2 separate regions of the Mus musculus genome follow, and region 2 is linked to region 1. Evidence: chromatin contacts called from public Hi-C data. All regions are on one chromosome and are shown on one strand. Each heading gives the region's core, a stretch centred on a gene start, on an enhancer-like site or on the middle of the called end of the contact. The rest is flanking DNA. Distances are from core to core; before and after follow the strand shown.

Region 1 (7,575 bases), core at 3,702-6,201:
TTCCAAACACTTAACACATTCAGTTCTATGACAGAAAGTGAGTCTATGGATATGGTATTTTGTGAATGATCTTTTAAATAAAAGAGAACCTTACATAACACTTATGCTTGTCTTTCTGGCCACTTGGGAGCTGTGAACCTTGGGGTGCTACAGAGAAGCATTTACAAGGAGTTAGGCTGGCGTGTTGACCATGGTCCTGCTGCGCACACTGCCACTGAGTATGTTGTGTGACCTAGTTTGCAGAATCCTGATCTTGGAACCTCTAAAGAAGAAACTGGAGGTAGGCTAGTCATCTCGGCACTAGGACATGTGTTTACTGTGTAAGCATTTCCAGCATCCATGTAAAACGTCATGTGTACCCATAATCCCAGCACCCGGGAAATGGAGACAGAAAGATACCTGGACTTGCTTGCCAGCCAGTCTAGCCACATGTATGAGCTCTGGTAAGAGGAGGGCTTCGAGAAGCTAGAGATGGTTCAGTAGTTGAGGGCACCAGTTTCTCTTCCAGAGAACCCAGATTCAATTCCCAGCATCTACATGGCAGTTGGCAAGCATTTGTAACTCCAGCCCAGGAGGTTGGGTGCGACCATTCGAGCCTATGAGTGCCTATGCAGATAAAACACCCTTATACATAAGATGTTTGTGTGGAGCATATGGCACATCTTCAGTCCCAGCATACAGGAGGCAGACAGTCGGGGGCTCTTGAATTCAAGAATAGTGTGGCCCCTACATAGTGAGACCACGCCTCTAAAATGGGAGAGGAGCTTACATGGTTAGTTTACTACTACCTCTGTGGTCCTAGCAGAGTGCCCAAATGGAAAGGATCTTTTTCAGTGTTTAGACTGTACATCAGTGATGTAGATGAGTTCAGACAATTGGCTCCTGGTTTCTCTGCTTTTGTGGGATTTCCTATTTTGTTTTGTTTGGTCCTGGGAATTGGCCAGAAGACCTATATTGCTACATAAAAACTACAACTCCACCACATGCCAGCCTCTATGATGCCCTTTTCTTCCCCCGCCCCCCTCGAGACAGGGTTTCTCTGTATAGACCAGGCTGGCCTCGAACTCAGAAATCCACCTGCCTCTGCCTCCCAAGTGCACTACTGCCCTCTGTGATGTTCTTGCTTTGGGATTCTTTCTGTTGATCCAGAGTCTGAATATTGATGACTTTGGGGGCAGGACCTTTTGTATTGTTGGATGTCCATGATGGATAGAAGATGATGGGTATCCATGTGTGCTACTTAGGGCTGGCAAATGCTGAAGGAAGGAACTGGAGTTGGTGTCCTGTGGGTGCTTGGGATCAAACCCAAGACCTCTGCAAGAGCCGCCAATGCTCCATTTCATTGAGTGGTCTCGCTGGCCCAGAGATTGAGTGTGCTTGAGCTTTTTGCCTGATAAACATGTAATGCCCCCTGTGCATGGTCTGCCCATGGAGTAGTCGGGCATTTGATCTCCCAGAGCTAGAATTAACAGCTCTCAGGTGGGTATATAGCACTTGAACCCCAGATTGTCTTCAAGAGCAGCAGCAGTATTCTTATGAAGGTGACCCACAAAATTGAAGACAGGACAGTGAAATGGCTTAGTCGGTTAAGGAGACTTGCTGCATGCCTAACAGACAGTTTACTCCTCAGAAAGTAGTGGACTTTCACAAGTTTCTCACAAGGAAAACAGCCAATGCATCTTCAGCTCTCAAACATCGGATAACTCGTAAAAGCAGATGCTTACTGTGATGGGTGGCTGTAGTGTTCCGTTGGACCCTAGTTAGTCTGAATTCCCTGGGAGATGCACTAAGTGATTAGCAGAGCAGTGGCTATCCCAGCGTGTCCCTCTGAAGGGAGTCAGACTACCACCAAGGGCCCTTGGGATTGGTAGAAGTCTCATATCATTCTATTGAAATTAAGAATAAACTCACTACTGAAGCTGTGTGAGTCTTTTAATCCCAGTGCTCAGGAGGCAGAGGCAGGCAGATCTCTGGGATCAAAGGCAGCCTGGCCTACATAGAAGCCCTGTCTCAGAACGACAGACCATGGTTCAGGGCTTGGAAATCTGGCTCATCTGTTAAAAAGCGTTTGCTGACCTTCCAGCTACCTCCATAGTAGCTCACAGCAGTATAACTTCTAGGGGTCTGATGCCCTCTGGCCACCAAGAACCAGGCACACAAGTGTTGCACAGACATACATGCTTTCAAGACACTTGGAGTGCTTCAGTAATTCTAGCTATTCCAGGGACTGAGACAGGAGGTCTGCAAGTTCAAGGCCCATCCTGGACTACATAGCCAAGAGGCCGTCTAAAAATGAAAAATTAGAACACTACAGGGGTGTGCCTCCATATCTAGCTGTGCTGTGTTAGAAATGGAACCCAAGCGAGCACCAACTGAACAACATCCCAGTTTTGGTGTTGGTAGGTTGTGTGTGTGTGGGGGGGGGGGGGGTATCTCTAAAAAGGAATCCAGAAGCAGGCACGGGGCTGAGGTTACAAGTGACTGTGCCAGGGATCCAAGATGAATGGGTCCCTCCAGAACTGAGTGAAGTTGGACTACTGTGAGCTACTGTGTAGGTGCAAGTGGGAAAGAGGCCAACCATGATCCTCTTAGGGGTTCTCTGCCTCCCCACCTGACCCCGTGGGGAAAAAAAAGTCTGATGAACTGAATGCATCCGCACTACCTGTGGTCAGCACAGATTTCAATGGTCAACTGAGTCTCCTGGTGATCGTCCCCATGCCTGTGCTACTTTGCTTCACCACAGGGTGGCAGCAGCAGGCTTGGGGCACAGACTGGGGAAGAAACACCCAGGCTAGCACTAAACTCACAGCAGATTGCCTCCTGCCTATGTCCTTCCTCCCCACTACAGGCAGTGATACCCCCAACTGAGAAATGGCCTTGGCTGGGGGTGGAGGGGGTGCTCAGTTATTAGTGTTCTCAAAAGCCTGAGGAACCCGAGCTTGGATCCCCAGCTCTCAATGAAGCTGGGCACAAACGACGTGTGCTCTTAGCTTTGGGGACATGGGAACATGGCTATCTGGAGCTTGCAGGACCAGCCAGCCTGGACTAACTCGGTGAGTCTCTGGAGTCTCTGGCCAGTGAAAGGGAACAGTCAAGGTGGAAGCTTGGTATGGTCCCAACACTTGGGAAGAAGCAGGAGGATCTGTGAGTTCCCAGGCCAGCCAGGACTATACAGTGAAACCCAAAACACAGAAAAATTACAACCAGGAGGTGGCAAGATGGCTCAGTGGTAGAGGTAGTTTCCAGCACGCCTTTTTTTTTTTTTTTTTTAACTGTTTACTCTTTATATTTATTTATTTATTATATGTAAGTACACTGTAGCTGTCTTCAGACACTCCAGAATAGGAAGTCAGATTTCATTACCGATGGTTGTGAGCCACCGTGGTTGCTGGGATTTGAACTCCGGACCTTTGGAAGAGCAGTCAGGTGGTCTTACCCACTGAGCCATCTCACCAGCCCTGCGCACGCCTTTAATCCCAGCACTTGGGAGGCAGAGGCAGGCAGATTTCTGAGTTCAAGGCCAGCCTGGTCTACAGAGTGAGTTCCAGGACAGCCAGGGCTACACAGAGAGAGAAACCCTGTCTCAAAACAAACAAAAAAGAACTAACGTACAAAGAAATAGATGTAATAAAGACAATTTGGGTTTTTTTGTTTGGTTGGTTTGGATTGGTTTTTCGAGACAGGGTTTCTCTGTATAGTCCTAGCTGTCCTGGAACTCACCATAGTGGCCTCTAACTCAGAAATCCACTTGCCTCTGCCTCCCGAGTGCTGGGATTAAAGGCGTGCGCCACCACGCCCGGCTGACAATTTGGTTTTTAAAAAGTAGATGACACAGTCTGCATAAATCTGAGTTCAAGGCCAGCCTGCTCTACAGAGTGAGTCTCAAGACAGCCAGGGCTACACAGAAACTCGGTCTCAAAGAAACTAAAATGTGGAAGACACCAAGACTGACTTCTGGCCTCTACATTCACCCACTACCACCACCCACACACAGAGGCAGCTTGTCTATCCAGCTGTCTCTGGCACAGTGGTCCTTTGTTCCATCTGCCATCTTTATTCCCGTCTTTCTCCCTGTATCCTCTGTCCCTTATCTCTTTTATCTGCCGGTTAGTATTTGTTCTATGGGATTCCACTGCCCTAATCTCTCTCTCTGATCCCCATTCTCAGATGCCTGTGGATGCTGGAAGGATTCTAGCTTCCTCTTACCTGTGGTTGTCAGCGTCTACATATCTGCCTCTCTGTCTTTCTGGTCCTCTCCTGACCTGTGCATCTGTGTGTGTGTGTCCCCATCTCTGGTGTCTGACTGTGGCACGTGCGTGAGTGTGTACATGTCCCTCGAAACTCCGTCCTCTCCATGTCTGTGTCCATGTGAACTCTGGGGTTGACTCTCTACCCGTCGATCACTGTAGCCCTCCCTCCTCCATGTGACCTTGCTCTGTGGTGGGCATGTACTGTGTGTGCTTGGCTTTCAGTCTGCCCGTGCCTGTGCCCATCTCTCACTTCCCATTTTCCCTATGTCTGTTTTCTTTTTTATTGCCTCTCCACCCCCAGGAGTGTGTGCACATACATGTGCATGTGTGTGCACATGCACACTGCACATAAGCCTGTGTGTATGTACATATGCATCAGAGGACAACTAGACACTCACTTCATGGTTCCTGGTGATAGGAACCCTGGTTCCTCTGGTTCCAAGTTGTCCAGCTTGGTGGAACGTGCCATTACCCAGGGAGTCTTTTTTGAGACAGGGTCTCACTGTAGCTGTCCTAGCTTATATAGACCAGGCTGGCCTCAAACTCAGAGCTCTGCCTGCTTCTGCTTCCCAAGTGCAGGCATTTAACAGCACACACCACCATGCCCAGCTTTAACTTCGCTTTGTATCTCTGCATCTTTTTCTGTCTCTGCTCCACCCACTTTGTCATTAACCACCCTAGTAGTCTGGCCGAGGCGGATGTAGAGGAGATGATTCAGTAGTGACAGGAAGCCAACTGCCTTGCCCACTGCTCACCAGAGTCAGTGGTGTTGGCATCAGCTTGGGCAGGTGTGCGGCACAAGATGAAGGGGCCATGGTGAGGAGCCCTCACCCTCAGGTAAGCCTTTCCCAGGGGTGCTCCCCTGTTGTGCTACACCCCACAAGACCCTTAGGGATAGACGGAGCGGAAGCCGAGATACCTGATACCTCCCACCCTGGCCTAGTGCTGTGGCCCTTAAGGAAAGCCTATGCAGGGCTCCAGGCACCCACTTATCTATCATTGGCTTCCCAAACCCCTAGCCTCTGAGACCCCCCAAGAAGCCCCTAGGGTGGTTCTGTCACTACCAGTGACTGGAGAGGGCCAGCTAAGAGCCAGAGATGTGAGATTCTCCCGCCCGTTGAGGGTTGGCTAATGCCACAGGCCTGTGTATGGAACTTGGATGCTTTGGGGAACTGTGCCCAAGCCCTGTTCCAGCCAGGAGGAAGTTGCTATCCCCAGAAGTCCATCCAGGCCTGAGCCAGCTTGTACTTTCTGACAGATAATCCTTGTAACGTTGGTGGGCTCCTTGGTTCCGGCTTTGAACAGGTGGCCCAGATTGACCAGGGACAAGGCCTGCCAGACCTCTGTACATAGACATACTCACATATGTACGTGAACAGTCGCCCGCTGGCCTCCAGTAGGTGTCTTCAGGGTCTTCTCTCCGCCTCATTTGAAGGCCCAAGTTATTTGGTCAGACTGGGTACTGTACACTCCTCCATCAGGGCATTAGGAATGCTGAGGTGGGGAGACCCTAAGTTCAAGGCCAGGCAGTACTCCATTGTGAGGCCCTGCCGCAAAGGCTCAAACCACAGAAATGTTATTCAGCTAAGCCTGCAGGCCTCAGAGTAGCACCCCATGAATAAAGCCATCCCTGGTGTGAGACGGGTCATGTACTTCATCCAACAGACCCTCATGGCCTTTTTACCCCGAAGAACGAGCTGCCGCAGTGATCACTCACGAAGGGCCACTGAGGTTAGAAGCTCCGATGCAGTCCTCAGAAGCAAGCCTTGCTCATATGAAAACTGCCCACTTCCCTTTGAGCTATTTTGGCCCACGGAGCCACAGAGCTGTGGCGGTCCCCCACACACCCACAGCTAGCCCTGCCTGGCCCCTTGGGGCCTTCTGAGACTGCTGGGCCATTCCTCCTGCAGCCCTACCCTCTGTTCCCCTCACCCTCTGCCTCTACTCTCAGGGTAGAGAGCATCAGATAGGATAGAGGGAATTCACCGGGCCTGCTCTGGGTTTCCATCTTTTCCAGTGTTTCTTTGTGGCACAGTATGCGCCTCTCTGAACCTCCATTTGCTCCTTGGGAGGAAGAAAACATTTGGGCTCAGAGGGATCCCCAACTGAGAAGCAAGCCCCAGGCCCTGTCCAGGAAGCACCCCATGTACTCACACCTGCCTTTTTTTTTTCAATATTTTAATACATTCTTTTATTACCACATGTGTGGATGGATGTGCATGTAGCACGGTGTAGGCCAGAGAATAACTTCTGAGAGATAACTTCTCAGCACCGTGTGGGTCCTGGGGATGAATTCAGATCATCAGACTCGGTCGCAAGCACCTCTCACCTGCAAGCTACCTCACCAGGCCCCTTTCAGTCTTTTTTTATCAGTATGCTTTCATTATGCATACTAAGAGGCTTGTGACACTTCCATACAACATGCATCTTGGTCATATTCACCCCCAAATTACCTCTCTTGTCCTTCCCGGTTCCCACTGGTCCCTGCTCTCTTCCCAACTAATCCCCTCCTGATATATTATGTTCTCAGTGGGAGTGGGATAGGGTAGTGGCCCAATGAGTTTCATTAGGTTTGCTTACAGGATGTGAGTGAGGGGTGGGCATCTTACCATTGAAGAAGTGCTCTCTCTCTCTCTCTCTTTCTCCCTCCCTCCCTCCCTCCCTCTCTTCCTCCTTCTCCTCCTCCTCCTCCAGCAATGGGTTTTTTTTGTTGTTGTTGTTGTCGTTTTTGGTTTTTCAGGACAGGGTTTTTCTGTGTGGCCCTGGCTGTCCTGGAACTCACTCTGTAGACCAGGCTGGCCTCGAACTCAGAAATTCACCTGCCTCTGCCTCTTAAGTGCTAGTGCTGGGATTAAAGGCGTGTGCCACCAACACTCGGCTGTCTTTTTTTTTTTAATTTAAAATATTTATGTAAGTTGGAACATGCTGCTACAAGCCTATAATTGCGGCACCTAGGAGACAAATGCAGGCCATTCTCTGTGAATTCCAGGCCAGCCAGGTCTACACAGTGAGTTTCAGACTCACCAGAGCTACACAGTGACTCCCTGTCTCCAAACCACAATGTATGTGAATGATTGTTTGCCTTGCATGTACATGTGTGTACCACATTCATGCCTGGTGCACACAAAGGCTGGGAGAGGGTGGAGTCCCCCGGGAACTGGAGTTATAGATGGTTGTGAGCTGCCATGTGGGTGTCAAAAGAATCAAATCTAGGTCCCCTGGGAGAGCAATCTGTGCTCTTGACCTCTGAGCCATCTCTCCAGCACCCCCTCCCCCACCTTTTCCCCCCTCATGCTGGGAATGGAACCCCAGTGCCTTGCCCTTG
Region 2 (7,575 bases), core at 3,055-5,554, 6.1 Mb before region 1:
AAAACTTTGCCCTGAGACTGCAAATTCAACTTTACAGTAGATAAAAGATAACAGCTCATAAAGATAAGAACCAGCAAAGAGTTAGGGCTGTAACTCCACACAGAGCCCCTGCCTAGAATCCCCCAGTGAGGGGCTGGGGGTGTGGCTCAGTGGTAGAGCCCCTGCCTAGAATCCCCCAGGAGGGGCTAGGGTGTGGGACGTGGCTCAGCAATAAAATACTTATCTACCTGTAGTATCACCAAAGGAAAGAAGGAGAAAAGAAAGACAGAAAAGTAATAAATAAGGAGCCATTTAAAGACTACACTGCCAAAAAAAAAAAAAAGTTGAATTTGCAGTCTCAGAGTTAGATTTTTACACACCTCTGAGAACCACTTACATGGATAGGTCGCCAAGAACACAGCAGACATGAACAGTGGAAGCCAATCTAACGGACAAACGTAAAAACTGTTCCCTTCAGCATGAGCAACATTTTGGGGTTTTGAGGCAGGCTTGAATTTGTTAGGTAGCTGAGGACGGCCTTGAACTGCTGAGCCTCCTGCCTCTACCTTCTAAATGCAGGGATTATGGGCATGTAGCACCATGCCTAGCTTTTTCTTTTCTTTTCCTTTTTGTTTTTCTAGACAGGGTTTCTCTATGTAGCCCTAGCCTAGGACTCAACTCTGTAGACCAGGCTAGCCTTGAACTCACAGAGATCAGCCTGCCTCTGCCTCCTGAGTGATGAAATTAAAGACATGTGCCACCAGGCCTGGCCCTGGCTTTTTCCTTTTGTTGGGAAAGTAAGGGACAGTTGCTAGGGACTGAACCCAAGGCTTCACCCAGTGAGCTACATCCCATCGCTTCTTTGTTTGTTGTTATTGATTTTGCATTTGTGTTTGTTTGTTTGTTTGTTTTGGAACAAGTTCTTCTAATCCAGGCTAGCCTTGAATTTGCCGTGTAGCTGAGGCTAGCCATGAACTCCTAATCCTCCCACCTTTGCTTCCCAAGTGCTCTGCCATATCTGGCTGCCAGCCCCCCCCCTCTCTCTCTTGCTTTCAAAAGGATCAAGGTTGCCTTGAACTCACTGTGTAGCCGAGACCATAAACTCACAATCCTCCTGCCTCAGTCCCAAGTACCTGGGCTAATAAGCCTGCACCAATAGGCTCAGTTCTATTATGTTGGACATCTTAAAAATTACAGGAAACTGGGAGAGAGGTGGGAACTGCCTGCCAACGGATACCTAGCTACGCTGGGAACAAAAAGTTTACATAATGAGACCATTCACCCCCTAACTTGACTAAAGCCCACTCCACTGGCACACTTCATTTCCTATCCATTCATTTTATATGCATTTTCAAGATAGGATGTCCTTCTGTAACCCAGGTTGACCCTGAACTATGTAGCCCAGGCTGGCCTCAAATTTGTAGCAACCCATCTGTCCTGGCCTCCCAAGTGTTGAGATTGTAGACCTGAGTCACCATGCCCCGCTGAACTGGTAAACTTTGAATGGGTGGACTCTGTGCATGTGAATCATATCTCAATAAAGCCGTTTAAGAATACTTGCAGGACAGATGTAGTGGTACACACACTTAAACATGGCAGACGGAGGCAGAGCCAGGTAGACCTCTGAGTTCAAAGCCAGTCTGGTCTACACAGTAAGTCCAGGCCCAGCCAGGGCTACACAGCTGAACCAAAAAACAAGCTGCCTCCAAAAAACAAGATGGTTCAGTGGGTAACAGTGCCTGTCCTTCAATCACGAGGACCTGAGTTCAAATCCTCAGCACTCATATAAAAGACTGGGCATAGCTGCAAAAGCCTCTAATCCTAACTAGAGAATCCCAAGAGCTTCCTGGGCGGCCCAGTCTCCTGTAATAACAGACCTTGCCTCGAGGCAATAAGGTGGATGGAGACGAATGGCAGAAGATATAATGTCCTCCTGCCCTGCTCTGACCTTCCGAAGTACATGTCTGGGTGTGCATGCAACACACACACACATGCAAGCACACAGACATGTATCACACATATATAAAAACACGAGGCCAGGTATACTAGCATACTCTTTTAATCACAGCACTCAGGAGGCAAAGGCAGGAGGATCTCAGAGTTCAATGGTTCGAAGCCAGTGTGGTCTATAAAGAGAGAAGGACAGTCAAGGATACAAAGAGAAACCATGTCTCAAAAAGCAAAATACACAAATTCAAAACCTAATTACAAAAGTACAAGGCAATAAACCTTGTAGGATTCAACTAACATGTTACCTTTTAATCATTTTAAATTCCATAACTTAGAAAACAGGTGAGACAAAACACAAAAGAAAAGGTAAGGGCTGGGGTTGAAGCTCAGTTGATCAAGGGCTTGCCTGCTATGTAGGAAGCCCTGGCTCTATCCTCAGCATCTAATACAAACAGGGTGTGATGGTATATACCGCACCATCCCAGCATCCAGATCTACACAAGGGAGGACCAGAGGTTCAAGGTCATCCTTGGCTACGTTAGAATATGCTTCAAAAGAAAAGAAAAAGAACAGAATAAGCCAAAGAAGAAATGAAGGAAGGAATTAATGACAAGACAAGGCTAATGGAACCTGTCTGAAGAACATGATCAACCAATCAAACAGGAGAGGTAAAATTTTCATTTGCCCAGGAACTCTCATGCTCAAGGAAAACCAGTATAGCACTTAAAAAAAAAAAAAAAAAAAAAAAAGAGTCGTGTGCGCACTCCTTTAATCCCAGCGCTCAGGAGGCAGACACTGGCAGATCTCTGAGTTCCAGGTCAGCCTGGTCTACAAAGTGATTTCCAGGACAGCCAGAGCTACACAGAGAAACCCTGTTTCAGGAGAAAAAAAAAATGGAAACACATACAACAATGCCAGTGATTAAATTAAGGTCCACCCACACAGAAAGGATGTAACTCTGGCTGGCCTTGAACCCAAATTTAGCGTTGTTAATGTCCTCTTGTCTTGGCTTTTAGATGACAGGTCCCACCACACCCACCCAGAGATCTGACTTCTTCAAGACAAGCCAGATACATAGAAGACAGCAAAACAAGGTAGGTGCGTGCTCTGCAAACTCCTAATGTGAACTGTGGTCGGAGCCAATGGGACTGTCACTACATGACTCCACAGTTCAGGTCAGTCCCTAGTACTCCATCTCCCCTCTCCCTGATCAGCCACAGCCACAGGGCCTCAAGGAAATGAAGTAAAGACACCACGTGGATGGACAATTCTCTAAGCCGTGTCCTCACCTGCCTCTGTCACTGTTTTAAACCAGTCCAGCAGTTTCTCCAAGCAGGTGTCATCTGCCACCAGCTGTCTGGGATCTGCCAAAACAGCACAGAGAGCCGGGAGGAGCCTGGAGCATTCTGGGTCCATGATCAGGCAGGCAGTTCCTACAGAGGAAGGGAGAGGTCAGCCACAGATTTGATACCAACTACCCTAGTTACAGGCAGCCTAACTGGGGGATGGGCCCAGACAACTTCACGTGGACCAGAACTCTTTTTTTTTTTTTCCTGAGACAGAGTTTCTTTGTGTAGCCTTGGCTGTCCTGGAACTCACTCTGTAGACCAGGCTGGCCTCGAACTCAGGAATCCGCCTGCCTCTGCCTCCCAAGTGCTGGGATTAAAGGCAAGCCACCACTGCCCTGTGGACCAGAACTCTTAAGTCCACAAAGATGCTAAGCTCAGTCCAGGGGAACCTGGACAAGAGGATTGAGCCCTAGAAGCTGCTCTGTGGGTGAGGACAGGTTAGTCAGAGCCACAAGGCCTTTGCTGTCAAAGCCTGTTAACTTGGGGGTTTGGTGTTATGGGGTGGGGGTGTAGCTGTCTATTAACCTAGCTGCGAGAACAGTCAGGGGATCAGCCAGGTGCGCAGGAGACTGTTCACCCAGGCACCTGATCCCTAAATCCGTTCCCAACGGTCAAGAGAAACCTGGATGAGACAATCCTCCAAGCCACGGAGGAGTGCGCAGGAAGGTGGGTGTCACAGCCCAAGTCGATAGAGGCTGCAAGTGACAACCCCGCGGCCTCCAACTAAGTGTCTCTTCAAGACAGAAATATGCATCTTGGAGGGCAATGATTTTTGTGCTGTCTGGACCCTGACATGCATCGTCCGTACCTCCCAAATCCGGGTAAGAGGTGCGCTCTCGGCGACTGCGAGTTAGCCTAGGGGTTCTAATCCCGCCCCCGCATCCCTCCGCTACGGGAATTAGGCCCGAGAGTGCAAAATGCACCATTAGACTGCCTGGCCGAAGCTCGAACTCCGCCTTACCAGGATCTCCACCCCGGCCTGCGTGCGCCTCGCCCGCTGAGGTTCCGGTGTCTAAGGCAGGCCCCGCCTTCCCCTCCGCAAATTCCGCTTTACGCTGGCCGAGGCCCCGCCCTCCCCAGGTCCTGCCCCATCTCAGAGTTCGCTTCACGCAACGCGAGCCTGGCCCAACAGCACAGGCCCCGCCCCGCCGCGGGAATTGGCTCCACCTCGCCAGCTTCAAGTCTCACTCCGCCTTCAACGAGGCCCCACCCCTCAGACACCGCCCCTGACGGAAGTTCCTCTCCACGTTGCTATAGGCTCCGCCCCTCAGTGTTGCTCGGGTTTCCGTCTCCACAGGCCCCGCCCTAAGTCTGTACCACGTGACGGACATGGGGAGGGGTGTAAAGAGCGGGGTTGACGCGCTTGGAGACCAGTGATGACCCTGCCGTTCCGATCACCCCTAAGGTTCAAACCCTGTAAACGCGCTCCAGCTGTGTGCAGTTTGGCATTTTCACACTGTATCAATCTCTCGGAATTATCACGTCCCCGCCAGGGCGTTCTATGGTACGTGCCCACGCAGGCAGTGGGCGGAGCGTCCCCAGGCGGGCTCGGTGTGGGCGTGGCTTTCCGCTGGGAGGCAAGGCCTCGCTGGCCTCAGGCCACGTGTCTAGGCTTTTTTTTTTTTCCTTTGGTTTTTCGAGACAGGGTTTCTCTGTACAGCCCTGGCTGTCCTGGAACTCACTTTGTAGACCAGGCTGGCCTCGAACTCAGAAATCCGCCTGCCTCTGCCTCCGGAGTGCTGGGATTAAAGGCGTGCACCACCACACCCGCCTTGTGTCTAGGCTTTTAAGGTCTCCGAATTTTACTGGGTCTTCTAGCCCTTGCTTTCAGCTTTAGCGTTAGGTGTGGGCAGCAGCAGGTGAGTCAGCACAGCCGGTGCTGAAACCCTCGGTTCCCACAGCGGGTAGCGCTAAACTCCGGGGTCTAGAGTGTCAGGACCCTCCAGTCACCAAAGCCTGTATTTCTGTAGCTCTTCACAGCCCCAGTCCTCTATCCCCGCTTGCCTTCTGTCTGCCATCCATTGTTACCAACTCTTCACAACTTCAGCCTGCTCTTCTAATAAAGATTAAAAGTAGGCCATCGGGAACTAGAGAGATGGGTCAGTGGTAAAGAATACCTTTTACTCTTCCAGAGGAACAGAGTTTGGTTCCCAGCCCCGAGGTCTCACACACACACATACACACACACACACACACACACAATCTCTTTTAGGGCATGGTTCCCGAATGCCTAGAGATAGAGTAAGATAATGCTCATCTGCCCTGGAAATCAGACCTGTGAGCTTGGTTGTCTCTATCTTGGTAATGGGAGACCCCAGCATGTTGGGCTTCTGCAGAAAATATCACTGCAGGCTGGAGAGATGGCTCAGCTGTTGAGAGCACTGACTGCTCTTCCTAGAAGTCCTGAGTTCAATTCCCAGCAACCACATGGTGGCTCACAGCCATCTGTAACGGATTCTGGTGTATCTGAAGACAGCTACTGTGTAGTCATACACATTAAATAAATAAACAGGGTTTCACTGTGTAGCTCTGACTGTCCTGGAACTCTATAGACCAGGCTAGCCTCAAACTCAGAAATCTGCCTGCCTCTGCCTCTGCCTCTGCCTCCCAAGTGTTAGGATTAAAGGCATGTTCCACCACTGCCAGGCTAATAAATAAAATCTTAAAAAAAACAAAACCAAAAAACTACTCTGCGTTTACATACTGAGTCTGGGCTGTTATTCTTTGGCAAATCATGGGTCCTTAGACAAGCAAGAAAAAAAAAACCTCCCAGGAGAATCCTTGTATTAAGCTTAATGTTGCAAAGCCACCCAGTTGCAGAGAGCTGTTTACTCAAAAAAATGAATGTGTGCTGGGGAATAGTCCCTTTGCAAGCCTAAGAACAGGAGTCGCCAGAATCCATAAAGGAGATGGGATGGGGGCGGAAGGGGACAAAATAAAAGGAGGGCATAGCGATACACATTTGTAACCCCAGCATTGATGAGGCAGACAGGATCACGCGCGCGCGTGCGCGCGCGTGTACACACACACACACACACACAGAGGCAAATGACATACTGTTTTCATCTATCACTGGCCTGCTGGGCCACCAGGGAAGTGCTCCCTATCTGGCCTGGGTTGGAAAGCCACGGAATCCTGGAGAGTTCAGAGAGGCTTGTGATAGCAAACCGTCAGCTGAGGGTTTAAAGCAGTTGGTGCTGGCCCATGGGCAGTCTTATCCTCATGGCGCCAGACCCCAGGTCTAACAACTAGGGAGTCAGTCACCTTGGCCCCCAACATCTCAGTTTCTTTACAGAAAAAAAACAAACATGTAAATAGGCTGATGTCCCCAATCTCAAATCTTGCGTATCGTTAAGGATGGTGCTTTATGCTCTCTTTTCAACTCAACATGGCGACCCTCGGAACCTCTGCCCACTGGACTACATAGTTGCAGCCAGTGTTTGCCGAAATCCAACCCGGGCTCCTGAAGTTGGATCTGAGAGCATGGCTTCCAGGTAGAAAGTTAGTATTGCCTGCGGGAAGCCAATTAATTCACGCATCCCACGAAACAAAACAAAACAAAACAACAACCAAAAAAAAAAAAAAAAAGCCCACAAGACCACAAGAACGGATTGCGCCGTGCAACCCCGGGAGAGTGCTTGGTAGGCCCCTTGCTCGCGCACACTTTGCGCGTGCACAAGATTCGTCGGGCTCCGGAGGAAGGACCACATCCGGGGCTCTGTGGCCGCGGCACGGTTGCCATGGTACCAGGGCGGCTGGCAGGCCTCCCAAGCCGAGGGCAGAGCTCGCAGGACCCGGAGGCCGCGCAGCGCTGCCGCTATGAGCCTGGGCACCACAGATATAGCCTCGGAGACGGTAAGGAGCCTTGGGGCGGAGGGAGGAAGGGCGCACGGTGGCAGCCAGCTCCGGCAGGCCGATTATTACCGCACAAGAGCCATCTCCGGGCGTCGGCCGCCACCGTGCCCGCGCCCCAGCAGCCTCTAGCTCCCGCCTGCGCTCGCGGAGGCCACTACTTCCAGGAAGCCCCCGGGACTGCGCCCCTCCCGCACGCGCTGCGGGTCTGAGGCTGCAGCCGGCCGACGATAAGCTCCTCTCGTAAGTGTTGCTGTAGGCTGTGGTCTCGCGACTCCCCGGAGCGATCCAGGGCAAGGGGGAAGTCCTGTCCCCAGCCTCCCCCAAGGCTAGTTTTGCACGGGTCCGGGAGTCATCTCTGGAAGAGGTGTGCCTCTCTCACTCTCTGCGTGTCGGTATCAAGTGAACTTTGTACATTCCGGGGGGCGGTGGGAGAGGGGCGGTG

The links. Hi-C and Micro-C count contacts between places; a contact is called where the count stands out from the background.
Region 2: a contact with region 1 is called in a Hi-C map of B cells, with 5 read pairs. The contact joins the promoter of Brat1 here to the promoter of Lat2 in region 1. A contact is called at or near these places in 1 of 484 Hi-C or Micro-C datasets (B cells) and 1 of 9 other capture datasets (adipose tissue).

Annotation. Positions count from the first base shown.
Region 1 is chr5:134,612,401-134,619,975 of GRCm38.p6, reverse strand. It overlaps Lat2 (linker for activation of T cells family, member 2), which reads left to right and starts at 4,951. Exons shown (of 13, transcript NM_020044.3): 1 at 4,951-5,087. Eif4h (eukaryotic translation initiation factor 4H) reads left to right here. Exons shown (of 7, transcript NM_033561.2): 7 at 1-104.
Region 2 is chr5:140,701,740-140,709,314 of GRCm38.p6, reverse strand. Brat1 (BRCA1-associated ATM activator 1) reads right to left here and starts at 4,304. Exons shown (of 14, transcript NM_181066.3): 1 at 4,240-4,304; 2 at 3,219-3,362. The coding sequence starts at 3,345. Iqce (IQ motif containing E) reads left to right here and starts at 6,937. Exons shown (of 23, transcript NM_028833.3): 1 at 6,937-7,133. The coding sequence starts at 7,098.